2 separate regions of the Mus musculus genome follow, and region 2 is linked to region 1. The links are chromatin contacts, called in public promoter capture Hi-C maps. All regions are on one chromosome and are shown on one strand. The core of a region is the stretch at or near the end of the contact, and the rest is flanking DNA. Distances in the headings are between cores, read along the strand shown.

Evidence for each region. Capture Hi-C pulls out chosen DNA fragments and counts their contacts.
Region 2: a contact with region 1 is called in a promoter capture Hi-C map of adipose tissue. The contact joins the promoter of Fli1 here to the promoter of Aplp2 in region 1.

Annotation. Positions count from the first base shown.
Region 1 is chr9:31,207,459-31,213,753 of GRCm38.p6, reverse strand. It overlaps Aplp2 (amyloid beta (A4) precursor-like protein 2), which reads left to right and starts at 1,906. Exons shown (of 18, transcript NM_001357698.1): 1 at 1,906-2,131. The coding sequence starts at 2,027.
Region 2 is chr9:32,537,003-32,543,598 of GRCm38.p6, reverse strand. Fli1 (Friend leukemia integration 1) reads left to right here and starts at 2,147. Exons shown (of 9, transcript NM_008026.5): 1 at 2,147-2,408. The coding sequence starts at 2,391.

The DNA.
Region 1 (6,295 bases), core at 657-3,156:
CCTAGACCACATTTGGGATGAAAATTTACTGTCTGAGAGCTGCAAGAGTAGACACACTCCAACAGCATCATGTAATAAAGATAGAGTAGCATTTTAGAGTCCAGAACATGGTCGATGTGTCAATCACCTCTCATGAATACTCTTCAATGTCTGAAAATGCAAACAAACTTTTTCCAGTTCCAACTTGCTTTAGGCTGAAATTCCCTTACGTCATTTCCTAAATTCGTTTCCCCCCTCCCACATATTAGATGCTTTTACTATTTCTTCACAAGGGCAGGGAGACAGAGAAGAGAGGGGAAGATCCAGAAAGGGAGGGCAAAATCTTAATTTCCCTTATCTTTTCTAAGGGCCACTAATCCTGTCCTGAAATGCCCCCCATCCATGACCTCAACTAAATCCAGTTACCTTTCAAAGGCCCCACTGACAAGTGCCACATTTGTTCAATGTATAAATGAGAGTGAAGGTAAATTCAGTACTAAACTCATGCTAATTCTAGGGCCTCTGGATTGAGTACTAACATTTATCGAATGAGGTCCCCATTTGGAGACTCACTGGGCGTAATTCATGTCTTGTCAGTGATGTGAGAGACATAGAGACCTAGCCATGGGAAAGTGCCACGGTATGATACAGCCCTCTCAGCATTCTGAGGTGGGTGAAATGACATCTGTGTAAGGTGTTTCCTGTAGGTGGAATGGAGGATTGTGGGAATGGAGCAGGAGCAGGAAGGGCTGTGCAATGGAAAGGTGTCTGGCATCCATTGAGAATGAGGCAGAGCCAGTTTGACCACAGCGGGACTGCTTACGTTGGCGTGCAGTTGCAGAATGCATCTGTAAAATACAGGGTCCTTACTGTCCCACTCTGCCCACTATAGACACTGTCTCTCCCTCTCCACTAAGATGCTTCCTGCGGAGAGGAACTTGGTTCTTGATATGGTTGAAGCTAAAGAAATGAGTCCAGGTCTCTGCAGAGGGTGGTACATAAATCACCCGCTACGGAAAGGAAACAAAGCCAGCAGAGCCCTCGTGATGGAGAGGACAAGGTGCCAGTTGTGAACTGGGGCAGCAGGCCGCTTTCCCAGGAACCAAGATGCTGGGGAGCATGAAAAAAGAGAGAAAGCGTGTCTTTTGCTTTAGAGATCTTAAACTGAAGAAAAATGATGCCAGAATCCTGTCCTGAAACACATGAGAAGGGGGGTGGGGGGGTGGGAGCTTGTGTTTCAGTGGCCTGGCGCCACTGGCCTCGGCGGGGAAGGCCTCTCTGTGCCGCAGGGGCTGTGACGACGAGGAGGGGCAGGGAAAGGACCTAAGGAGCAGAGGTCAGCGGTGTGCAGACACTGCGGGTTCAGGGGCGAAACAAGGGCGCAGAGGTCTGGGGGGGAAGAGCGCGCCCCGTGCAGCGCTGGGGAGAGCAGAATGTCGGCGTTCATCCTCCAGGGCGACAGGGTCGGTCCTCTGCAAACCGTCCGGAACTCCCAACAATTCATCCTGTTTTTAATTAAAACATTTTCCAGAAGCCCCAAAGAGGGCGGTACCCAAAGGAATATGGAAAATATCCTGCAGGGTTAGGGGAGTGGGGCGTGCCCAAATCCCGATGCTGAAGGTGGATGATGTAGAGCCACCCCAGGAGACAACCAAACAGGAGCCTCCCGCCCTGGGAACAGCGGCCCACGGTCTACCCGCGAAGACTCCTGCGCCCCCAGCCTCGGGTCCAGAGCGGGGGCGGGGCTGGCCGTGGCTTGGGGCGGGGCCACGAGGGGGCACGCGCTGGGCGGGGAGGGGAGTCGGTGTATCCGTGCTCTGATTGGACCTGGGCTAAACAAGGGGAGGTATCTTAGGCCAGTTATGCCGGCTCGTATTGGGTCCTGTCGAAGAGGGGCGTGGTTTTGTGAAGTCAGTTCCGGTCGATGTAAAACCCCCGGGGCGGCGGCGAACGGGCTTCAGACGCTTCTGGGTCGCGGTAGGGAAGCGCTGTAGCCTGGCTGTGCGAGAGACGGGGAGAGCCCAGCGCCACAGCGACCTGGAGAAGGATGGCGGCCACCGGGACCGCGGCCGCTGCGGCCACCGGCAAGCTTCTTGTCCTGCTGCTGCTCGGGCTCACGGCGCCCGCTGCGGCTCTGGCTGGCTACATAGAGGTGAGGACCAGGCGAGCTCCCGATCTGCGTCTCCTCCGGTCGCCCGGGAGCACGGCCTGTGGGCGGGCGTGGGACCGGGGGCGCGGCGCGAGGCTCGGCGCAGCGGCGGGTTGCCTTCCCCCCACCCCGCCCGCGCGCCTCAGCTTTGCGCAGAGCTTAGCGCCGAGGTCGGGCTGCCTCTGTCGCCGCAGAGGCCAAATGAAAGGCGTCGGGGCTGCGGGGCCGCCCCAGCCCCCTACCCGCTGGCGGCGCCGCCGCATCCTCGGGGACACCGCACCGCGCGCTCTCCCTCCCCCGGGGCCGTGCGCGCCTCAGCCGTGCGCCCTGCGGCCCCGCGGCGCTCTAAATGGGGCGGCCTGCACCGGGTCCCCGGTGCCCGCAGCGGTCGGGGGCCTGGGCTTCGGGCTCGCACCTTGACGGTCGGCGCGCAGCAGTCGTTGACCAGGTGGACTTGGCAGCGGGGATGCGGCTCCAGCCCTGGCGAGTGGCCGAGATGCCGAGGGAGCGGGGAGAGGAGGCGCCGCCAGGGCAGCGGGGCGCTCTGCGCCCTCCCTTGCCTCCCAGTCGTTTGCACAAGTCTGGCAAACTAGGGAGCCCGGCTTTCCTCCTCCCAGGGGACGTTGAAGCTATCCACCAGTACATTTGGAAAGCTTCAGGGGGTACTTTACGTGGGTCAGGGTCACAGTGATTGTTCTGCACCAGAGGTCACCCCCGTTAACCTGGTGAAGTCGTCTAGGGTCCCAGGTGGTTGGCGGGAGTTCAGGCCGCTGGAAGAGCCAGGATGTCGGATGTGGAACCCGTACTGCAGCTTGCTCTGCACCTAGCCTCCCCGCAAGAACCCTCTGTCGCCTAGGGAGACATGGGACTTTATTTTTACTTACTTTCTCGAAATAATGCTTGAACTGTAGGACTGGACTGTGTGTTTCTGGTGTTGTTTATTTCTTCTTGCGCCTGCTTGTATTAAAAAAAAAAAAAAAACCCACCGTGGCTTTCTGTACGTTGAGCCAGTGTCAGAGATTGCGTTTGATAAAATAGGCATGACCTGAGAATGTTCTAATTAAAAACCCGGCTCAGAGTGAATTCATTTCTACAGAATGTGTAAATATTTCTATTGGTAAAAAGATCTAATGAGGAAAAAAATCTTCCGGATGGCACATCTTAAAACAATCTTTGTATTCATCTTGCTTGAAACTTTTTGACTGAGGTGGGAAAAAAAGATAAGTCTTAAGTAGAAACAGTTAATGTTTATACACACGAACTTTTCGATTCTTTCAGCTTCCACACAGTTGGTAGGGCTGTATCTGTGATCCCTGATAAGATGTCACTGGGAAACAGCTACATTGAGCGGGGATAAGAAGAGAAGGGTGGGGAGACCGAGTTTTATATATTGGGTGGGACTTAATGGGTCAGTGTCAAAAACCATTGTTCACACTCCACCTCACTTTCCAGCGGTGTGAGAAACTTTAGGTACTAGTGAATTCACAATAAAGAATTCATCAGTTTTAAAGAATCCATTTAATATTTAATGTCTCCAGGGGAAAAATACCAATATCAGAATTAGTTGTTATGGATTAATTTTGACAGATCGCCACGCTGTTCAATTGAAAAGTTTGTCTAAACAAAGTAAAAAACATTTTTGCAGAATGCTTTTAAAATGGAGTTTTGTAGACTTTTCACTTCCTTGGAACAATATTTTTATTCACACTGTCATTGTCTCAAGTGGTCTTTCCTTTGGCTGCCTGGCAGAGTTTTATTCACATGTGTACATTCTCTTTGCTTATTTGCTGTCAAGCAGAGGATTGCTAAAGCCATAATTCAGATGAGAATGGTTTAAATCATGATGTCTTTGAGAAGGCCCTTATTGAGATTAGCCAAGGGGATTCTGGCCAAATCCCTGATCAAGTTGCTTGGCACAGAATTATTGATTGGCGGATCTTTAGTGTTGCTTGGTGTTGACTAAATTAATCTTTTGCACCTGTTTTTTTTTTTTTTTTTTTTTTTTTTTTTTTAATAACACCTCTCTGCTCTGGGCACTTCCTTTCATAATTCCCAGGGCACATTTTCTTGTGTGCAAGACCCAAGTGTGTGCCCAAACTGCTCCCTTTACTATGGATGTTTGAGCTTCTGAAAGCCAGAACTTGAATTTACTCTGCTACATCTGAAAGTGATCCTTTGGTGGGCAGTGTCCAGGAAACTCAAGAATGACAACCGAAGTGGAACCTGCTTTCTGAGATACTTGTGAAAGGTGGCGTTGTATCAGGGTAATGCTTCTATTGCAAGTGCATTTTAAAGACACTGCTGGCAACAGGAACTAAACTAGGTTCATCAGTGTGCTCTTCTGTAGAAGAATTCATGTCATTCCCATCTTAACGAAGCAGTCAACATAATGGGACTTACAGGGTTGAGGAAGGAATTCTTCAATGCCATTTATGTTTGAAAGTTAGGGGAAAAGACTTTAAAATATTTTAAAAGATGTATTTTATTATTTATGCATGTGTGTCTGTGTTAAGAGTATGGTACATGTGTGCCCTTTGGAGGCCAAGAGGTTTTGGATTCTCAGGAGCTGCAAGGAATTGTGAGCCACTTGATAAAGGTTATGGGCTCCAGGCTCAGGTCCCACTTTGGAAGAGTGAGAAGTACTTTTCAATACTGTGTCTCTCCCGCTCTCACTCTAAAATATTTTAAAGATGCATTCATTTGTTTATTTTGTGTATTGAGGTCACTGTGGTGGTCATAGGACAACGTATAAAGTATGGGAGTCACTTCTCTCCTGCAGGCCCTGTCAGGCAAACTCAGTTGGTCAGACATGGCAACAGTGCCTTTGTCCACTGAGGTATCACACTGCTGGGGAAACAAGCTCTGAAGTAACTGAATTTGCTGAATCTGTTTTGTTTTTTCCAGACAGGGTTTCTCTATGTAGCCTTGGCTGTCTCTGTAGACCAGGCTGGCCTGGAACTCAGAGATCCACCTGCCTCTGCTTCCTTAGTGCAGGGATTAAAGGCGTGTGCTGCCACCAACCAGCCCAGAGTCTGCTTTTAAAAGCCTTTTTTTTTTTTTTTTTAGATAAAATGCCAAATGCCAATCAGGTATTTTTCTATGAAAGTGTAGCTTCTGAATTGAGATGTGCTATAAAGTGTAACACACACCAGGATGTGAGGATTTAGTATGAAGATATTAAAGTATCTCAATTTTTGTATTGGTGCATTGGCTAACGTGCCTTTGCATTACTTTTCAGTTTCTTTGCGCTCTGATGTGGCTGCTAGACAGTTGAATAAACACTACCCGTGCAAGCCTTTATCTTTCACTTGTTCACTGCCGGTCCCACACGCATTGTTAGTACAGTTATTGAGTATATTGCCATGTTCCCCCAGTAGTCTTGCTTCAGGTTGTTGACATGAACCCTAGTTTTGTTTGTGTGTTTCTTGGGGTGAAGGGGACAGTGGCCTTTTTTTTTCCTCAAAGCACAGTTTCAAATGCTATTTTTTTTCCCTTGTTAGCTGTTTCTTCAGTTCAAATTGTTTTAGACATGATTTCAAGCCTACAAAAATGCAAAATTGTGCAAACAGCTCTCATGGAATTTACCTGCACTCAGTGTCGACATTCTGAATATTTAGAATTGGCTTTCACATGTCTGGTTGTAGCTCAATGGCAGAATGCCCAGCACCCTGGAGTGGGGGAAGAATTTATCATTTGTTCTGTTACCATTATTATATTTGCAACTGATCTGCCTAGAAGTCAGTTGTGTACACAACCCTCTTTGCCCCTGAAGACCTAGAGCAAAGGCGTTCTCTTACATAACCTCCGGACAGTTAGGATTTGGGAGATTTAATATTGAAATATTATTCTGTGTTCTGTGTATCAGCCTGTGAGTTGATCAGGTCACTTTTGTAAAAAAGCTAATATGCTTTTGAACTATTGGCATTAGTATGTGAAAGGTTATGTAATTTTTCCAAATACAAAGATCAGATTTTTAACTTCTTTGATAGTGTTTCAACTTTGGAAAATCAAAACATAACTTTTCAAGATTCTTTATTTACTATTACCAAATTCTCAGGATTCCCATTTCTTGCTTATTTGAGATGTATGGTCTTGTACACCCCCACTCCCACCCCCACCCCCCTCACCCCACTTGAGGCTGTTGAGTGGTGACTGGGACCACCAGCA
Region 2 (6,596 bases), core at 898-3,397, 1.3 Mb before region 1:
CAGATCAGCAGAAGCCGAAAGGAAAACCTGGTGATTGTCTGCCACTTGGCCCTTGGGGCAGGGCGGGGCGGGGCGGGGGGCGTGGTGATTAAATGTGGATTGGCTATTTTGTGGCCTTTGTAACTGTCCAGTGCCTGGAAGGAGACCCTCTGCGGGGAGACGTAAACACTCCTTTCGGACAGAAAGAGGCTCAGTATAGCCTGGGTGCACCCTCCTGAAAGCTACGTTGTCGTTTGAATGTCTGGGCTGAAAAGGAAACAATTTGGGGTTTGAAAGGATGTAATTCATTCTTCTTTCCCTTTAACCTCTTTCCTCTCTGGAAAGCATGTGGAAACGCTGAAGGGAAGAGCAAGAGGGCGGGCAGCCCGGCCGCAGGCAGGAAAGGGTTAAGCCTGATTTCTTTTAATTGAACTCCAGAACTGGTGGCCCCAGGCAAAGGGGGGGGACTGACCCCGCTAGCGGTAACCAGATGTGGCGGTCCCAGGGGAGCCCCGGAGCAGACCCCTGGATTGAGAAGCAGACAGGAGGAGGGGGAGTGGGCCCGGCCCCCACCCCACCCCCCACAGTAAACCGAGTCTCAATTGCTGGCAGGCTGCACCGCCACTCCAGGTCTGGTCACGTTCAGACCCGTGTCTGTATTCGAACCCCAAATTGGAGCTGAATTGATGAGACTAATTTGGAGAGGGGGAAGGGGGGAGGGAGGGAGGCGAGCGAGCGAGCGCAATTGCTCCTGAAGAAATAAAGAATTAATAAGTCACCTTCTTGCCGCCGTGGACACCCTCTTGATTTTTTTTTCCTTTCCAATTTATTCGGATCTGCTCTGGAATTTTTCCCCTCTTTTCCCGGGAGGACTCTTAAATAATAGTGAGAAAGTCCACAGCGTGGTCTGAAGAGCGTGGAAAAAGGTAACCTGTTTTCAAAGTCTGGGAGATGGGAGTCAGGCCGCCAGCGCCGATACCCCAGAGAAGCCTTAACAAGAGAGCTCCTGGGTCCAGCAGGGGAGGCGCGGGGGATAGCAGAAAGAACCGAGCCGGTAAAGCGGGCCACGCCGCTGGTTGGGAATGACAGTCCCTAGCTTGGACCCTTAGACTGCCCGTTCTCATCCAAGGTGGGGTCTCTGCTGAGCCGCGGCTCGCCGCGCTCCTGGGTCCTGCTGCGTAGTGTGGAGGGCAAGCTCGCCCTGGTGTCAGTTCCTTGGGGGCTGCGATGGTATTGAAGAACTTGGGCCGTCGGGTCCTGATAGGTGAGAGAATTTAACTCAAAAAGCCTAGGTTGTGGCTGGTCTACCTCCTTAGCGGGCTGTGGAGCCCGGAGTCGAGGCGCGCCAAAGCATGGGCATCTCTCTGCTAACAAAGCTTGAGGTATTGAGCCCTTGACAGGTCAGGTCCGCGGGACCCAGAATTCGCTTTGAGCCTATCCGGAGACCAGCGCTTAGATGCAAAAACTCTCTTCGGCTCCTCTCTTTCTTTCTTTCTTTCTTTCTTTCTTTCTTTCTTTCTTTCTTTCTTTCTTTCTTTCTTCCTTCCTTCCTTCCTTCCTTCCTTCCTTCCTTCCTTCCTTCCTTCCTTTTTAAAAATAGTAGGTTTGCCTTGATCTGCATCCGAATCTCCCCTGGCGGTCAGCATCGCCAGGTTATCCCCTGTTCTAACAAACTCTTCCGCCGTCTTCCTCCCATCCCCAAAAAAGTTTGACTCCGGCTGGAAAAAGCATTAATGAATGTATCTGTGGGAAGAAACGGAAAGTGAATGAGTCAGGAGGGCCACCTTCGGCCAAAGGCCCAAGGGAAAGGAAAGAGGCCAGAGGCGTTTGGCTTTGGATTTGGGGGGAAGGTGATGGGGGAGTTGCAGACTTCAGGAATCAGGGAGCGGATACTGGGCGTGGACCCCGTCATTGTTCCTGGCCAGCTCTTATCTCCCAGGAGCAAGTATCCTGTGTGCGCAGTGCATGAATGTAACTGGGCATCCCGCGTATATTTATATAGCGAGTGATGCGAAAAGCAGGGCGAGGAGAGGACGAGGGGGTGTGGGGGAGGGAAGACAAGAGAGAGCAGAGAGTGGAGAGGGCGAGATGAGAGAGAGAGAGAGAGAGAGAGAGAGAGAGAGAGAGAGAGAGAGAGAGAGAGAGATAGGACTTCCTCCCCGATCGCAAAGTGAAGTCACTTCCCAAAATTAGCTGAAAAAAAGTTTCATCCGGTTAACTGTCTCTTTTTCGATCCGCTACAACAACAAACGTGCACAGGGGAGCGAGGGCAGGGCGCTCGCAGGGGGCACTCAGAGAGGGCCCAGGGCGCCAAAGAGGCCGCGCCGGGCTAATCTGAAGGGGCTACGAGGTCAGGCTGTAACCGGGTCAATGTGTGGAATATTGGGGGGCTCGGCTGCAGACTTGGCCAAATGGACGGGACTATTAAGGTAAGCGGCTGGGCAGTGGGCGCGGGGAGAGGGCCGACCGGGGCGGCGGGAGGGCTGGGCGCCGGGGTCCCGGAAGACGTGGCCGCTCTCCCTTCCTTCCGCGCCCCGGCTTCGCGCGGTCTCCTCCGGGTGGCGAGTCCCCCATTCCGAGGAGGCCGGCCAGCCTTCCCGCCCAGGGCGATCTACCCCTCACTCCTTGCGCCACTGTGGAATCCCGCAGGCTCCCACTGTGCCGCCCGAAGGGGCTGCGAGACCCGGCAGCTGAAACCTGGGGACCCGGGGCGCGGAGCAGAGTCTCGGGCGGGAGATCGCCGGGTCGGTTCCCACCCGGCACCCAGACGACCTGGCCCCGGCGCCAGGCACTAGTCTGGCGGCCAGCTTCCTCACGCCAGAGGCCGAGATCTGCGCGGGCAGGAGCAGCGTTCGCCTCTGGCTGGGGTCCCCCGACCCTCCGAGCGAGTTGGAGGAGTAGTTGCGGGAGGGCAAGGGGTGCAAGGGAGGGTGTCTGAGGATCCGGCTGAGCCGGCGGGTCCAGATGGAAGACCCTGTTTACTTGTCAGCCAGACCGGTTTCTCTTCCCCCCTTCTCACTGCTGCTGCCCGGCAGTTGCGGACGCCGGCTGCCTGGAGCTAACGGGCCCGCCTCGCAGTTCCTCGGGTTAGGAATCTCCTTGCTCTCCGGCTCCTCAGTGCCTCAGATCCCGCACACTGTGCGTGCGCCTGCTTTAGAGCAAGGGATCCAGGAGCTGTCCTCTCAGTAAGAATTAAACTCCTTCAACAGCTGTCCCCCTGCGGTGGCTGGTTCAGAGTCTATGGCCTGGGGCTTGCCGATTGCACCCCCACCCCCACCCGCCACCCGCGCCGGCCCAGCTTGGGTCTAGGTTGCAAAGTGCAGACCAGCAGACCTGTGAGTCTGGGTTCCCTGTCACGCTTCAGAAAGGCCGAGTGCTCCCTCCGAAAGGGGGAAGTAGGGCCAGGAGCAGAGACGAGGGACACCCCCTAACGTGACTAGCCTAAGAGGACTTAGGAGAATGAATGAGAGCAGACGTTAGCTTCAAGGCTGCATATCAAGCAGGAATTGCTCTGGAAAAACTATCAGGCTGGTGAGGTGGGGACTGGCAGAGCCGCCATTCTCCAGAACCCAGAGGAATCCACTTCCCTCTCATGGCTTGATGAAGAGGAGGTGAAGGTGTTGTTGGCTTTAGAGAATTTAACAGATTTTTATCTTCTGGGTGGGGTCAGAGTGTTTTTATTTTCTAAGAGTCTCTTCTCTCTCTCTCTCTCTCTCTCTCTCTCTCTCTCTCTCTCTCTCTCTCCCTCCCTCCCTCCCTCCCTCCCTCCCTCCTTCTCTCTCCCTCCCTCCTTCTCTGAAACATGCTGACTTAGGTAAAAGGCACCAACTGAAGGAACTCAAAGACAGATGAGATAGCCGATTGTAATGGGGTTTTAACACAACCACCTAGCCACAGGTTTTTCAAACCTGACTTGAGAGTGTTCCTAAGGGGTGTGCTCTGGAGACCTGACAGTGCAGGTCCCTGGGCCCTGCTTCTCTGCTTCCTGTTGGTATGTTCCTGCAAGTGCCTACATCCCTCAGGTTCAGTAACCAGATGGTCCTTCGAAAATCTTCACACCCCCATTCAGAACACTATCTACTCACAACCCCCCCCCCCAAACTCCCCTAGGTCCTAAAGGGTGGTAATGTGGCTCCAGAGGCTTAATGTGGACACTCTGAGAAGAAGTGAAGCAATATCTGCGCAGTGTTCAGACCTCTAAGCACAGGCCCTGAGCTCTGGAGGAAGCTGTGGTCTGTGTACCCAGGATGTGTTAACCCCACACTGTGCACAATGGGATGGGCATGACAGGCCTCAAGGGCAACCTTAGACCAGGAGGCTGCCACTCCATACCAAAGATGGGGGTCAGGGCTCTTTTAGGGTCAATAACTAACAGGAGCTCATGAGCCCCCCCCCCAGACCTCCCAAGGAATACCTTGTTTCTCACCTGGGAGACTTAACTCCAAGGCTACCTATAGATCAATCGCTTTTCAAGCCATCTTCTGGATACCAAAGGTTCTGGAAGATTGAGTCTTTCGTGTATCCTTTAGCCTTTTAGCTATGTAGAAGCCATAGGTTCTTGTTTATATGTGACCTTCTGATTTGGGGGGTCCTAGACCCCACTTACATGATGGTTTAATGCCATGCTTGGTGTAGATACTGAAAGGCACTGAATTGGAAGGAATGTCAACCAACTTGTGATCTTATTATATGAATTTACAGCTATAGGACATCTTTGACCTTCATAATCTTCATAAAAATCCCATGGGACTACTTTACACTGGTGTCCCAGTTGCTTGTGTACTAAACCACTATCCTGCCCTACATGGACAAAGGTCAGAGGATACTATCAATCAAATGTAAATCTGTAGATACAGACCTAGAGCACTTAGCTCGCCAGTTTGAACAGCCTGGGACAATCAGCACTGAGTGATTCTGGGATGTGATCTTATGCACCTGCCTGCATCTTCCTCAATCTCAATCTGAAAATACCTGTGGGTCTTGATGCCCAGGGTGTACATGGTTCAGGGTGCCAGGGAACTCTGGCTTTCTTTACAGTAGCCTCCTGTTTTGTTTAGCATCTATCTTTGGGAGTTGTAAATGTCCAGTCATGCTGCCTTTCCAAGTTAGGGCCCCTGCTTTTCCAAGAATGTCTGATGGGAGAACTCATATGGAAAGCCTCAGTTTGTTTGCTCTTCTTTAGCTATAGACAAGTTAACCTGACATATTAAACAACACCCTACCCCACCCCTGCTCGCCACAGCGATATTATCAGTGTTAGAAGGCACGTGATACTGCTTGCTGCTTGAAGAAATGACCTGGTTTCAAACTGCATCTGAGTTCTAGGCAGGTTTTCTTTGATCAGATTGATGCCATCTGTAGAACTACGAAGGTAAAGTGCACCATCAAAGATTGGAAATCAACCAGAGAAGAGTTTTAGAACCTGTGTGCATGAACCTGGGGAATACGGAAAGAGAGGAAGGCCTGGGAGAAAACCTAGCTTCATTTTCATTTGTACTACTTGTGTGTGTGTGTGTGTGTGTGTGTGTGTGTGTGTGTGTGTGTGTGTGTGTGTGTGTGTGTTAAGGCAAGGCTCTTAACTCCTGGGTCTCAGTTTTCTCATCTGTAAAGTAGGTCTAAAGCAGCTTCTTTAGATAAGCCGAAGAGAGGGTGAGATAAGATCTGCTGCTTTAGGTGGATGCTCACTCGTTGAACTTAGTGCATTCTTGCCTTCGTACTGATGAAGATCTGTTGCTCACAGTTAACAGGACATAGGTCTGAGTTTAACATTCTGCGAATTTCATGACTTTGGTATGTATTTGTGGTGTACCTCTCATGTTCTAAGGCTCTGTTTTGTGTATGTGGGATAATCAGCAGTTGAAAGTCATCTAGTGATGGATGTGCATAGAGACGAACGTGATTAGTGCTCACCCATGACACTGGACCAGGTAGGGAGGGCACTGCTAATAAGGTGCAAAGGGGCTTGAGTAGAGAGAGCACTTCTAAACAAGCACTAAAGGATGGTAGAGGAGAGAGAGAAGCTCCCCTGTGAACCAGAGAGGAGCAATATGCCAGATAGAGGGGAGGCTGCTACTCTCTCTGGGCAGAGAAATTGGGAAGGAGGGGAAGTCACCTAAATTCACAAGGACACCAGGCAAACTAGATGGTTACTTTGTCTGTCCCTATGACCACGCGATTGATCTCTGAAGTGACTTCCAAATGAACTGTTGCCACTTAAAAGCTTTCTCTTCATACTATTCACATTCATGGGTGTGCAGTTTTTAAAGCTGTAGAAACTATTTATTAGCTCTCACCTATGGGAAAATCAAGGTCCGGCATGCTGAATACAAAGTTCATGATCACAGACGAAAAAACATGAGAATTCAGGGGACCTAGGAGATAGAATAGTGCTCTTACTACTCTAACATGAAGATGTCACTTGTCACATCATGTAAAATTATAGAATACTGCAGAAAGAGACCTTTAAAAAAGAAACCATGAAATATCTGGCACCTTCTGAAATTTAGTGACAAACATATTCCCACTATCTTGAATTACATCTGTACACACACACACACACACACACACACACACACACACACACACACACGGTGGGCTGGGGAGGAGGGACAGTCAAA